Linked DNA regions of Zea mays: region 1 is linked to region 2. Evidence: chromatin contacts called from public Hi-C data. All regions are on one chromosome and are shown on one strand. The core of a region is the stretch at or near the end of the contact, and the rest is flanking DNA. Distances in the headings are between cores, read along the strand shown.

Region 1 (6,411 bases), core at 957-3,456, 250 kb before region 2:
GCGCACCCTCGGCTCGCCCGAAGCCCAGCTTGGGCAAACTTTGTCGTGCAGCGACCTCGGCCAAATCGCCTTACCAACCGACCGTATCGTATGCGCATTTAATACGTGGATCGCCTCACACCTTATCCTGACACGCGTGCCTCAGTCGGCAAGGTCGAAGTGACCGCAGTCACTTCGCCCCTTTACTGACCGCTCTGACAGGAAAGCAGCGCTATTCACCCCGTTCCGACTATTGTGCCAACCACCAGGGTAAAGCTGAGTCATGACCTCCCCCGAGTTCAGCCTCGGGCGCAACAGGGAGCTCCGCCTCGCCCGACCCTCAGCCTCGCCCTCAGGAGGAGTCACGTCCTCGCCCGACCCCAGGCCTCGGCCTCAGGAGAAGTCTCCGCCTCGCCCGACCTCGGCCTCGGACCAACTGCGCTACAGGGGATACATCATTACCCTACCCCTAGCTAGCTGCCTCAGGCTACGAAGAAACAAGACCGGTGTCCCATCTAAGGTTACTCCGGTAACAGGTAATGATGGTTCCCCGCGTGCGCCCATGACGTCGGTTGCTCTCAACCCTCTACGGAAGCAAGGAAACGTCAGCAGGATCCATGCCGCACCGCCAGCTATGCTTCTACAGGGCTCAAGACACTTCTCCGACAGCCACGTTAGCACACGTACAGCCGTACAGGGCTTAAGGCACTTCTCCGCCAGCCACGTTAGCACATAGCTACACCCCCATTGTACAGCTGGGCATCCCCTTGTATCTATAAAAGGGAATGTCCAGGGCCTTCCTAGAGGCAGACAAACAGACGCAGACGCGGAGACGGACGCACACAGGGACAGGGCGAGCGAAGAGAGGCAGGCAGGGTAGGAGAGACGCGGAGGAGGCTAGCTCAGACAGCTCACCTCAAGGCCAAACTCTCTCTCTCTTGCTCGCTCTCGCTCTCTCGCGACGCTTGTAACCCCTACTACGAGCACCCTGGTGCAAGATAATATAAGCCTCATTCCCTCTCTTGTGTTCCATCTTGCATCAACACATCTGGACAGGGGCACGCAGCAACAAATTCACTGGTCGGTTGACGGTCCTCGCGGGTCCGAAACGCCGACAAAATTATAAATAGTTTTGATTTTTAGTCTTTTCTATATACATAAATATGATTAATATCTTGATATATACAGTAAAAGTTATACTTATTTATAAAAACAAGAGTATTAGTTAAAATGTCATAGTATTAGAGATGGCTCAATACAATTGTTGCATAACCCATAATCCCGTATTAGTGACGAGAGTACGAGACCTACATATATGACCGACTTTACCTGTTCTAAAGTATAGGACTTCAAAATTTTATGCTAGATATTTTTTTTAATAAACTAAGCATGTTTATACTCTTTCTGCTCGTAATATGTTTTGCCTTCTTAATGTTGTCTTGTCTAGATATATAGTAAAACATATATGTTTTAAAAAAATGACAAAACATTATAGGAACAGATGGAGTACAAACATACTGCAACCCGGATGGGTTTATTTGAATCCAACGTAAAATACAATCTAAGCAAGTTTATTCAAAAGTACAAAACCGAATGAGTTCATTTGAATATTATCGCAACAAAAGTACTAGTAGACTGTATATGTGGCGATCTAGCGCTACCTTGTTGAAGGAATAGCGGGCAAGTACTCCTGCGGTCTCCCCGGCGAACACCATCTTCCTGCCGTCGAGCGGCCCAGAGTCGGCACCACTGGCGCCCGGCAAGACTGAGACGAGCAGCAGCACCACCAGCAACGACGTCATGCCGGCGCCGGCGGCCGTTGCCGTGGGCAGTCTCTGCATGATTCTCGTCGTTGTTCTCTCTCTGTCTCGATCGACCGAGATCAGGTCGTCGGTCGACACACTCTGTCAGTGAGACTGCCTTGGGTTGAGTTGGGATCGGACTCGGGAGAGAGTGCGTTATTTAGTGGTGGTGCGTTGACTGGGAGAGAGTGATCGGAACCGGGGAGGGGCGGAGGGGGGGACGATGAAAAGGTCGTCGGAGAACCCCGCGGATCGCGCAAAAGAATTGGATCATGTGAACCGACGCATTCCGGGGCAGGCATGCAGGGGCAGAGGGCAGACAGACCAGCAGAGTGGCAGGCAATGCTGCTGGAAGTGGTGGAGGGTCTCACTCTCGCTCTCACGTGCCGACAAGGGCCTCCTGTCTGTCTGCCTCGCCCATCACTGCAATAAAAAGCTTTACGAAGAGAGTTTTCTTGGACCTTGCTCTTGTTGGAAACGATGGGCCGGGGTTCCATGTACTGTACTGTATCCGCTCACGTGGTGGTTTATGACCCATTGTCCATTGATATTACACGGTCAATGCAAAGTTAAGCTAATAAATAGTACAGTATATTTATTTATACAAAAAAGTGTATATAACTCTCCGATCTTCACAGACCGTCTGATTATTTATCTACATCATCTCATCTTGAATCACCGCATGCGTTTACTTTATTTAAGATTATGTTTGGTAGCTTGTATGTAAAAGTCATAGTCTGTATGAGTGGATGCAAAATAAGTCATTTTGATGCTATTAACCTGCATCCACTCATACGCTTAAAATTATTGTATATGGCTGGCTAGTGCGGCGTCAGCCTGCGCATGGACGTGCAGCCATCCAATCGGGCTGAGAGTGATCTAATTACCCAGGGCCGGTCCTCACATTTTCGAGGCCCTGAGCAAAAGAAATATATTTTCTAGGCCCTGAGCAAAAGTTAATATTGAGGCCCCTCCTATCTCCATATATGTGTATATATGTATAAATGTATAATATATATATATATATATATATTTATATATAGAAACTTATATATGGTGAAAGCATCTAGGCCCCTGATTGGTTTTAGTGATTAATGACAACGTAATATTACATGTGACTAACATGTGTTTTGCAGAGGCAAATGGTAAGTTAGGTCGCATTACAGGTAGATGTACTACAACGGTGAAAACAATCTCGGAGATAAGAACTTGAAGCGACAGCTAAAGCGAAGAAACACAAAGTGAAGGTCTTCGTATTCCGAGTGTCAAGGAGTTGCGGACACTCGTGATATTTTATCTTAGCCGTACTATAAAGAGGGGTTGTCGATGAGTAGTTTGACCAAGAGAGTTCTAGTGTAGTGTTGATGCATATTCACACTCACATATAGTGCTAGGTGTCACTCTAGAACATACTCACGAGTTAGAACGAAAACCGATTTGAAAAACAGCAGAAAATAGAAATTAGGGTTTCTGTCTGTAGGGCATCGGACTGTCCGGTGCGCCCTCTGTTAGATGGGGCCAGGTTGGCCCGGGGAAGGGTTTCCCCCTCGCAGAAACCCGAGAGCGCAGGGTTTGAGAGTTGAATTTTAGTGGCACACCGGACAACAGTCCAGTGCGCACCGGACAGTGACTGTTCACTGTCCGGTGTGCCATCTGCCCAACGGCTAGCTGTCAGAACTAGCCGTTGGAGTCGACCGTTGGCGCACCAGTGGCGCACCGGACTGTCCGGTGCGCCCATGTGCAGCAGGGTTTGTGTAACGGCTAGTTGGTGGGTGAGGGCTATTTATACCCCCTCCACCCACCATATTCAATGTCTTGCTGCCCACATTTACTCCTACACTTTGGTAGAGCATTGCAAGCACCACAAAATCTAGTGAGGTGATTAGAGAATCTTAATCCCGCATTTGGACCTCATTAGCGCTAGCAAGAGCCACCTAGAGCACACACCACTTGTATTAGGCTTCTCTTGGTCAAGCGAAAGTCTACGACTTGTTACTCTTGGTGATCGGCATCACCTAGACGGCTTGGTGGCGTTGGGAGCTCGGTGATCACCGTGGATATCTTGTTGGTGACCCGACTCAAGTTTGTTAGTGGTCGTGAGGGATCCATCGCGCCGGAGTGGCAAAGGATCATCTCGTAGTGAGCACTTGGTTCTTGCGAGGATCAAGGGGGAGCGATACCCTTGCGCGGGTGCTCCAACGTGGACTAGGGGAGAGTGCTGACTCTTCGATACCTCGGGAAAAATTGGAGGAGTCTTCTAAACCTTGCTTTACATTCCACACTTAATTCAAGCATTTTACATTGTGTATTTGTTTAGCAAGTATTTGAAGTATTGTCTTAGCATTATTGTATTTCTAGTATTATTCTCTTAGTACTAGTTGGGGTGAAGTTGGGCTCTTGCTTAGGTTTTAATTAGTGTTGATTTTTAGAAAAGCCCAATTCACCCCCCTCTTGGGCATCGTGATCCTTTCAATTGGTATCGGAGCCTTGTTGCTCTTAGATTAGCTTAACCGCTAGAGTAACGATGTCCGGTGGGGATGGACCTCCGCCCGTTTTTTATGGTGACGATTTTCCATATTGGAAAATTCGTATGGAAGCATATTTAGAGGCTATAGACATTGGTGTCTACAAAGCCGCCACACAAGGATTCCCCGAACCTAGAGAACCCACAAATCTTGTAGGTGAAGAGTTTAATTATGAGAAATGGAATGCTAAGGCCAAAAACACCCTTTTTAGAGGCCTTTGCAAAGATGTGTTTAATAGAGTTAGAAACCATAAAAATGCTCATGATTTGTGGATGGACATATGTGCTCTACATGAAGGAACTAGAAGTGAGCGTGAGGAGAGATATCACATTGCTATGAGAAAGTTAAATTATTTTGAAATGCTTGCTAATGAAAATGCCAATGCTTTGTACTCACGTCTTAATATTCTTGTAGAGGAAGTAAATGGCTTGGGGCTTACACAAATTTCACAACTGGATGTTGTGAGGAAGATTCTCAGTGTCCTCCCAATTGACAAATATGGACACATTGTCACAGTGCTGCATCAAATGGATCTTTCAGTTACCACACCTACACAGATTTTGGGAAAGATCAATGCTCATGAGATGTACATGCACATCAATGACAAGGATGAGTCATCTTCCAAGAGAAAGGATTTGGCTCTCAAAGCAAATCAAGAAAGAAAAGGAAAAGCTAAAGTACAAATTGAGGAGGAATCCTCAAGTGATGATGACCTTGATGCTAACATTGCCTTGATGGTGAGGAAGACCACCAAGATGTTAAAGAAGCTCAACAGAGAAGGCATCTGTAACGCCCTGAATTTGGGGGTAGAATTTTTTCTTCTTTTCTCTTACCAAATTCAGGCGTTACCCTTTTCTTTTTTTCTCGTTCCCTCGCTAAACCTTGACCTTTTCCAAAGTTATAGCGGGTTTTGGCTTTAGACCCCGTGTAGAGCAAAACCCTAAATTACTTTATGTTGTTTGATGCACCATGCCGAACCATGCATTCTTTCGATTGCTTAAAAATGTAAGTGCATTCATCCAGGAAAAAACGGATTTCGAAAAGGAGAAAAAACCTTTTCTTTTCTTTATTTTTCTTTTCTTTTCTTTCTTTTTCCTTTCTCTCTCTCCTCCCTTTTTCTCTCTCCCGCGCCGTGGGCCGCCCCTGGCCGGCCCAGCCGCCCCCCACGCGCCCCCTTTGGGCCCATTGGCCCAGCCGCCCCCTCCCTTTCCCTCCCAATCCCCCCAATCCCTCTCCCTCCCTCTCATTCTCTCTCTTCCCCACCCCAGCCGTCGCCCCCTGCCCTAGCCGCCGCCCCTGCTCGTCGCCGGTTCGGCCGCCCGTCCCCGTCCCCGGTGAGGTCCCCCTCCCCCATCCCCCCTCCCCTTCCCCCTACCCGGCTCGGCCCCGCCGCTCGGCCGCCCCTGCGCTCCGGTCCGGCCGCCCGCCGCCAGCTCGGCCGCCCATGGCCGGCTCGGCCGCCGCCGCCCCTGCGCGCCCTACCCCGCCCCTGGCCGGCTCGGCCGCCCCTGCGCGCCAGCTCGGCCGCCCCCTGCCCCTGCGCCCCCGCCGGTTCGGCCGCCCGCCCCCCACCAGCTCGGCCGCCCGCCGCCGGCTTGGCCGCCCCCGCCCCTGCCCAGGCCGGTTCAACCGCCCCCTGGCCGGTTCAACCCCCCCCCTTTTTATTTTATTTTATTTTATTTTATTTTCTTTCATTGCTGTTATTTATTTTATTTTAGGCAGGTTAATCATTGTTCATGTTATTGAAGTAGGAAACTTAATTTAGAATTCCGTTACGCTAGTTAATTCATATAATCAATTGTTTATCCAGTTCAAAGTTGATCGACTAAAAATGACTAGGTTCCCATTAGTGCATATAACTAAATTCTTTTGTTAGAACCAATTGTAACTAATCATTAGTGCATAAGCTTTAACCCCCCCGCGAGACCTTTTCCCGTTTCTTTCTAACCATAATGAATGCGATATCGAATGTCATACTTGATGCATATTCACTTTATTTGTTCCCTTGTATGATGTACTGTTTGTCTCCCAATTTGAATGGATGAATGTATGTATGCTTGCAATCGCATAGAGAACGATTCGGTCGAAGAGCCCGAGGAACTCGC
Region 2 (6,579 bases), core at 2,314-4,813:
CCGTGTGGATCAAGTCGCACGCGATTCCAACTGGGCAGATGCCTCGCCGCCGCTGTCCTGGGGCCCACGCGGGCATCCCGGCCAACCCCTTTGGAAGTGATGAGACGGAGAGAAGGGGGGAGTGGGGCGGCGGCTAGGGTTTGGTGCCGCCCGAGTCACCCACGCGAGGATACTCTATTGCTAGTTGTCACATTCACGCACTGATTCAATCAAATAGTTTATGTTGTAAACATATTTTTGTTACATTGAACAATTTCCCATTCAGGTTCAATCAATGTATTTTTCAGCACTGCCGCTGTTCTGGATTCCATAATTACACAAATCCAACTGAATCCCCCTTCTAGCTTACTATATCAAACAAACAATTGTATAAATAACTCGCTAAATGAATGCCGAACTTTGTGATGACTTTCTAGTTTCTTCTGTACTTCTCTATTCAGATCACCGTTCCCAGATTTTCAGCCTCTTGGTAGCGAATAGGTCGTTCTTGGTACCGCAACAGCTTTGCAAACTGAAAATGACCCAAAAAACTGGATGCATTAGCCTTACTATTTAGTTAAAAACCCAGCACGCTACTTGCCATGAATTCGTCAAAATGGTACCTGAGATGCTTTGAGATCAAGCTCATCCCATTCAAAAGATGGGTTTGTACCTTCAACGATCCCCGCACCGGCGTACACCAGAGTGCTGTGACCCTGGAACCAAAGTTCGTTTTGTAACTATAAAATCTAACAATTTCGAATCTGTTCAAGTTTAAAAAAGATTTGGAGTTCGGTTTACTTTTCCAAGTAACGCTGATCTAATCCCGACAGCGAACTCGCACTCAGCTCCTCCAAGCCAGCCAACAGGACCAGCATACATTCCACGGTCAAAAATTTCTGTCAGAATATCCAAAAACCTAGTTAGTATGTGTCTAATTTCAGAAAGGCTATGTTCGAACAGAATAATCAAATTTGAGCATACCACAATCCCGTATGAATTGGCGTGCCTCTTCAGTGGGCAAGCCACAAACAGCTGGACTCGGATGGAGGGTGTTTAGAATCTCAAACTGCATCGCCAGCACAAGTTGCTATCGTTACCTTATATGATGTTCACCCAACTCAAGTAGTAGAAGTTTTGTCATAGGTCACCTCATCATCTTCGTTCCTTATTCGCGCAGCTAACTGCGCTGACAGATGCTGGACTCTTGGAAGTTTCCGCAGAGCCTTGCTGGGATGGACAACCACCTCATCACAGATCATCTGCAGATCAGGTTACAGATGCTAGTTCAGTAAATTGCAGGAAACCATACTCTTTCCCCCAACAACCAAAAAAAAAATGCATTCGAGATGTATCAGTATCTCTAGAACTCAACTTGCCTCCAGCTTGTTCTTGATGCTGTCCCGTACTATAGTGAATTCGATGTCCTCTTTGCTACTGCAAGAAGAAAAAAAACATGTATGAGTACTCGCTCAGTTTTTAGTACAAGGTGTTGATCTGAAGCTGACTCCCTCGATCACAGTAAGTTACAGATCCTAAGGAGGGAAAGGAACCTTAGAAGCAAATCCTGACCGATTTGAAAGTCATCTGCCCTTGTCTTCCCTCTTGCCCGAGTACCAGCTAGAGCCTCGCTGGAAATGTTCAAGTACTTCCGATGAAATAGTTGCTCTGGCTATTCAGAATGTTTGCATGAAATGAACATTAGTTAGAAGAAGAAAAAAGCTATATAGCATTGTCGTTACATCCATTTGTTTTTCTCACTAAATAGAAGGGGGGAAAAAACAAAAGTGTGCGGTGCTGATTTTGAAGAATAAAAATAAAAACAAACAAGAACACAGTAAACATACGCTATTTCCGACAAACGCAGGAGCACCCGGTGGCTGTATGCAGAATTGATAAGCATTTTGGCCCTCAGCCTGCATAGTTAGATTACAGAGTGTCAATGCAAATGTCAATGCAAGTGTCAGTAATGTATTTTCAGAAATGTCAATGCAAATGTCAATGCAGAATTGATAAGCATTTTGGCCCTCAGGAACACAGTAAGCATTTGAGAAAGCATGCAGACCTTCAAGCAAGCCAGCAGTTCCACAGGGTCAATGCAAGTGTCAGTAATGTATCTGCTACACCTTGCCAGTACAACCTGTAAGAAAGAAGGTAGGTAACTCCATTCATATTTTCAGATACGCTCTAAACAAATAGAGAACAAAAAACGGCTTACCTTTACCAATTCTCTTTGCCTGCCCTTGATCATATGGAGAGCTTTAGTAACTGCAAGATCCCAAGACGCCTTGGTCGGGACATGATTGAGACTTACGATGGCTGTCTGTAGGCTGGCCTTGTTCGCTTGAACAGAAGAGCAAGGCGATATCTGAGGGAAAAAAAGTACTACAGGCTGTTACAGTCTTCTAGCAGACGGTTAAAAAACCGGACGACGAGGAACGCGCAACACCTTTCGCAGAGTCGATTGGAGCTCCTCCACGGCGTTGTGCCATGTCCATGAGAGCGAGTCGTCCCACGCGATGGTCGTCGCGAGGACTGAGCTCTCCTCGAGCTCATTGAACTCGACCTGCACCAACATACTTGAGACGTTTCGCAAGCAAAATTCAGAGCAAGATGGACAAATGAGGTTTAGCAGTTGCAGATCGAGCAACTTACTTGAGGAACAACGAAGTAGAATGAGCCGTAGTCCTCCCATTCAACGGAAGCGTCACTCGTGGCGTCGAAACGGATGGCGCCATATGCGCGGACCAGTGGACAGTCCCTTGGAAGAAATCTTCATAGGTACACGAATTCGCAAGCGTAACAAGCAGCCAGGTTCAGTATCGACCGTACCAAAACATGGCAAATTCAGAAAATAAGACGATTACCTCTTGATTGCGCGCCAATCAGCTAGAGAAAAGGGCTCCGTCCCTCGGAAGAAGACCGCCGAACCCACGCCCGCGACACTCACCGGCTGCTGCCGATGGACACTGCCGTTGCCGTTGCCGTTGCCGGCGAGGGCGGGCGCGTCGGGCAACGGCGCCCGGGCCGAGAAGAAGCAGCGGGGCAGCGTGGTCTGCGCGTGCAGCCACTCCACGGCGTCCACCCGCTGCGTGATGGGCACCTCGATGCGGATGATGCCGGAGGGCGCGGCCGGTGGCGCTGCGTTGGACCAGAGCGCGTCCACGGCGGCCCTGAGCCGCCCCACTGCGTCGTGCGGCGCCGGCGCGGCCGGCAGCGCCCGCGTCTCGCGCACGCACACCGCGCCGCGGTCCCCGGCGCCCGGCGCGCACCCGTTCATGGACAGCGAGCACGACAAGCGCGCCCATCTCCCCACCTGTGATGCATGTGCACGTGCAAAACATATCAGCGCACGGTCCGCCTGCGTAGGTGACCAAGACCAGAAAAGGCCGAAAGGATCGGAAACGAGGAGCATGCCGTGGTGGCGGACGCCGGGCGCGCGGCGAGCAGCCGGCCCGGGGAGTAGCGCGAGGAAGACGGTGGCGGCATCGGTGCGCGGCGCGGGCGGGCCGGACAGCACGGCGCGCAGGAACACTAGCAGTGCAGCACAGCGGCACGCGCACGTCGCGCCTCCTTCGTGAGTCGCGAGAAGAGATAAGAGAAGATCCGCATGGGGATAAGTGGCACAACCGTTATTCGCTGCTCATGGCGTGGGCACGTGTGCCAATTAGGGATGTTTCTAAAACATCCGACTTGTATCACAAATCTAATATTTTAATATAGATATACATAGAATTTAAAGATAATTTTTGGCAATGTTATTAAGAATATTACGAAGTATTTAAATAAATTTTTATATAATTTTTTATGTACATTATTTTCTCTCTACAATAAAAAAGGTGAAAAAACATTTAAATCCGTATTCGAATAGACATCCGAATTGTATATCAATTATTTAAAAAGATATATAATGAATTTAATGTTAGTTTTTTGTGAAGATTAATAGTCTCAATACTAAAAATAAGAATATAAATTTACATAGCAAATTCTATATGTTATTTGTTCACAATCGAAGAAACAAGACCGAAAATTTGACATCCGAATAAATATCCGGATCCATCCCTAGTGCCAATGTCACGCACAAAATGGAATTTATGGTCCGTTAGCTCCATTTGTACTAAACTTTACTCTACGTTTTAATTCTTTTTAGAGGCTAAATTGTTAAACATAAGTACTAAGGGAGCGTTTGTCAGAGCTCTCATAGCTACACTCCCAGCGAGAATCACTTTTAGAAAGTCAAACGGATAAAAATTAAGTTGCTCCATAGTAGAGAGTGGGAGCTAAAAAAATCTGCTTCCCGCTGTTCCCAACCTACTCCCCACACTCCAACCCCTCAGGAATCATTTCACACATAATTTGTCGAATGGTTTTCGTCAAATAGATTCACTTCTACTTAAGAATCATTTGGAATTACTCTATTGGCCAATTAGCTCTCGGAGCTAGAGAATCATGGAGAAGAGCTCTCCAAACGAGGCCTAAATACTTCTACTCTCTGATTCCTTGAAATATGGACTAAGAAAACTAAAAGTCAAATTAGACAACATGTCAGGTCTACTCGCCATGTCGTCGCCATGCTCATCTCCATGCCACCACCGCCGCTCCTTCCCACGCCGACGACCCTACTCCTCTGTCCTCTCCATGTCTATAGCCCCGCTCCTCTCGATGTCGTCGCCTCTACCCGACTCCATGCCATCAACCCCACTCCTCTCCACGATGTCTCCCTCTCCTCCCCCACAAGGCTACACCTTCAACCCCCCATTCCCTGCTCTTCCCCACGTTTGCAAACCCCACTCCTCCCCACACATCCACCCTCGCTTGTTCTCTTCCCCACGCATGCAAACCCCACTCCCCCCACGTCGTCACCCCTGCTTGTTTCCACGTCATCGACCCAACTCCCCCACGATGGCCTCCTACTCCCCACACCAAAGACCCCCCTTGCCCACGCTTGCAACCCCCACTCCTCCCCACACATCCACCCCGCTCTCCCCACACCGCTGACCCCCTCTCCTCCCCACGTCGCCGACCTTCACTTCTCCACATGCCACTGCTCTTGTTCCTCCCCACCATTGACCCCACTCCACCATGGACACACGACTTCTTTTCTCGAGTTTTTTAGTCTTTGTTTGTGTATTTTAATTGACTTTAGTCTCTAGATCCAAATATAGTAGACTAAAATTTAGTCTTTCAACTAACTTTAGTTCAAGGACTAATGGAAAAAACATGCCCTTACTCCATGTATGTTTAAGATTGTTTTGAGACATGTGTAAAAAATATCATTTTGAATAAAGGAATTAGTATGAATCATATTAGGATTTTACTAAAATCAGTCTAGTTTTATTCAAAAAATGTTTCTGGCAAACGATTTACAAATGGAGCAACGACCAACACGGAGATGCTCCCAAACAAGGTGGCACAAGTAGAGGCTGCCGGACTCAATGAGGAAGAAATAGCGCTTGTAATAAAGCGCTTCAAGACTGCATTGAAGAGACGCAAGGACTGCCCCAACAAGAACAAATCAAGGATGAATCGCTCACGCTTCAAATGCGGTAAGACTGGTCATTTTATTGCTCAATGTCTCGAGAATGAGAATGATCATGTACAAGAAAAGAAAGGGATGAAGGAGAAGAAGAAATTCTATAGAAAGACAAAAGGTGAGGCACATATTGGCAAGGAATGGGACTCGGACTGCTGCTCATCTGACTCTGATGATGAAGGACTTGTTGCCTCCGGCTTCGACAAGTCCTCTTCTTCCCCAACGAGCATCACACTTGTCTCCAACAGTTCTTAATTCTTAGGTTATTAACTTTTTGAAAATTATACTAACTCGATAGTAAATTCATCATTTCTATCACTTAAATCATTTAAAATGCATCACTTGTATACATATACGAACTCAATGGCAGACAAGTGAGTTTATGGTGTAATTGATGAGTAAAACAGGCTATTGGAAGTGTGAAATAACTCTCTAAGTTTAGAGTCTGAGTGTCTGTTTGGCAAAGCTTCGGCTCTGGCTTTTCTCTAGAAAAAGCTAGAGCCCTGCCAAACACCTTTTTAAAAAATGACTTACTAAGAAAAGCACTTAAAAGCCGGAGCCATTTTTGTACGACGAAGAAAAAGCCACAAATAGTAGCTTCATCAGCTCTAGCACTTTAATACATGAAAATAGCTATGGCTCTAGGGTAAGGCGTTTCTGGCAAACGATTTACAAAATGGTTTCAACTCTATAAAAAAAGTTTCTTTTCAGAAAAAAGTTAAGTTCTGTTTTTGGCAAATCAAAGCTATGCCCAATGGACCTCAAATATGAATATTTAAGAAGTTGATATATTTAAGAATCTTATTTAAGAAAATGTTAGAGCATAATTTTTTTGTTACTGACACCTTAAATTAAATTTAGGGAAGTTTTTGGAACCGGTGTAGATGCTCTAACTAGGTCATACTATTAAAGGTGCCCTAGTACCAATTCATATAATACCAAACATAACGTTGACAACCAATTGCATTCAGAAGTGAACGCATCTAAGCATAAACTGATTGGAATTTATGACATGAATTAAGTACAACACCAACAAAAAAACACATCAAACGATTGGATAAAACCCC

What was found. A called contact is a pair of places that touch in the nucleus more often than the background predicts.
Region 1: a contact with region 2 is called in a Hi-C map of leaf, with 5 times the contacts expected there. The contact joins the promoter of LOC103634048 here to the promoter of LOC100275708 in region 2. A contact is called at or near these places in 7 of 25 Hi-C or Micro-C datasets (bundle sheath, ear, endosperm and 2 more).

The regions. Positions count from the first base shown.
Region 1 is chr7:102,393,868-102,400,278 of Zm-B73-REFERENCE-NAM-5.0, reverse strand. LOC103634048 (aminopeptidase M1-C) reads right to left here and starts at 2,206. Exons shown (of 20, transcript XM_020540886.3): 1 at 1,641-2,206. The coding sequence starts at 1,820.
Region 2 is chr7:102,146,970-102,153,548 of Zm-B73-REFERENCE-NAM-5.0, reverse strand. It overlaps LOC100275708 (Isochorismate synthase 2 chloroplastic), which reads right to left and starts at 3,563. Exons shown (of 14, transcript NM_001149738.2): 1 at 3,397-3,563; 2 at 2,847-3,295; 3 at 2,635-2,752; 4 at 2,429-2,545; 5 at 2,198-2,347; 6 at 2,045-2,119; 7 at 1,827-1,895; 8 at 1,533-1,651; 9 at 1,359-1,416; 10 at 1,131-1,241; 11 at 964-1,048; 12 at 781-878; 13 at 603-695; 14 at 209-511. The coding sequence starts at 3,468. The coding sequence ends at 437.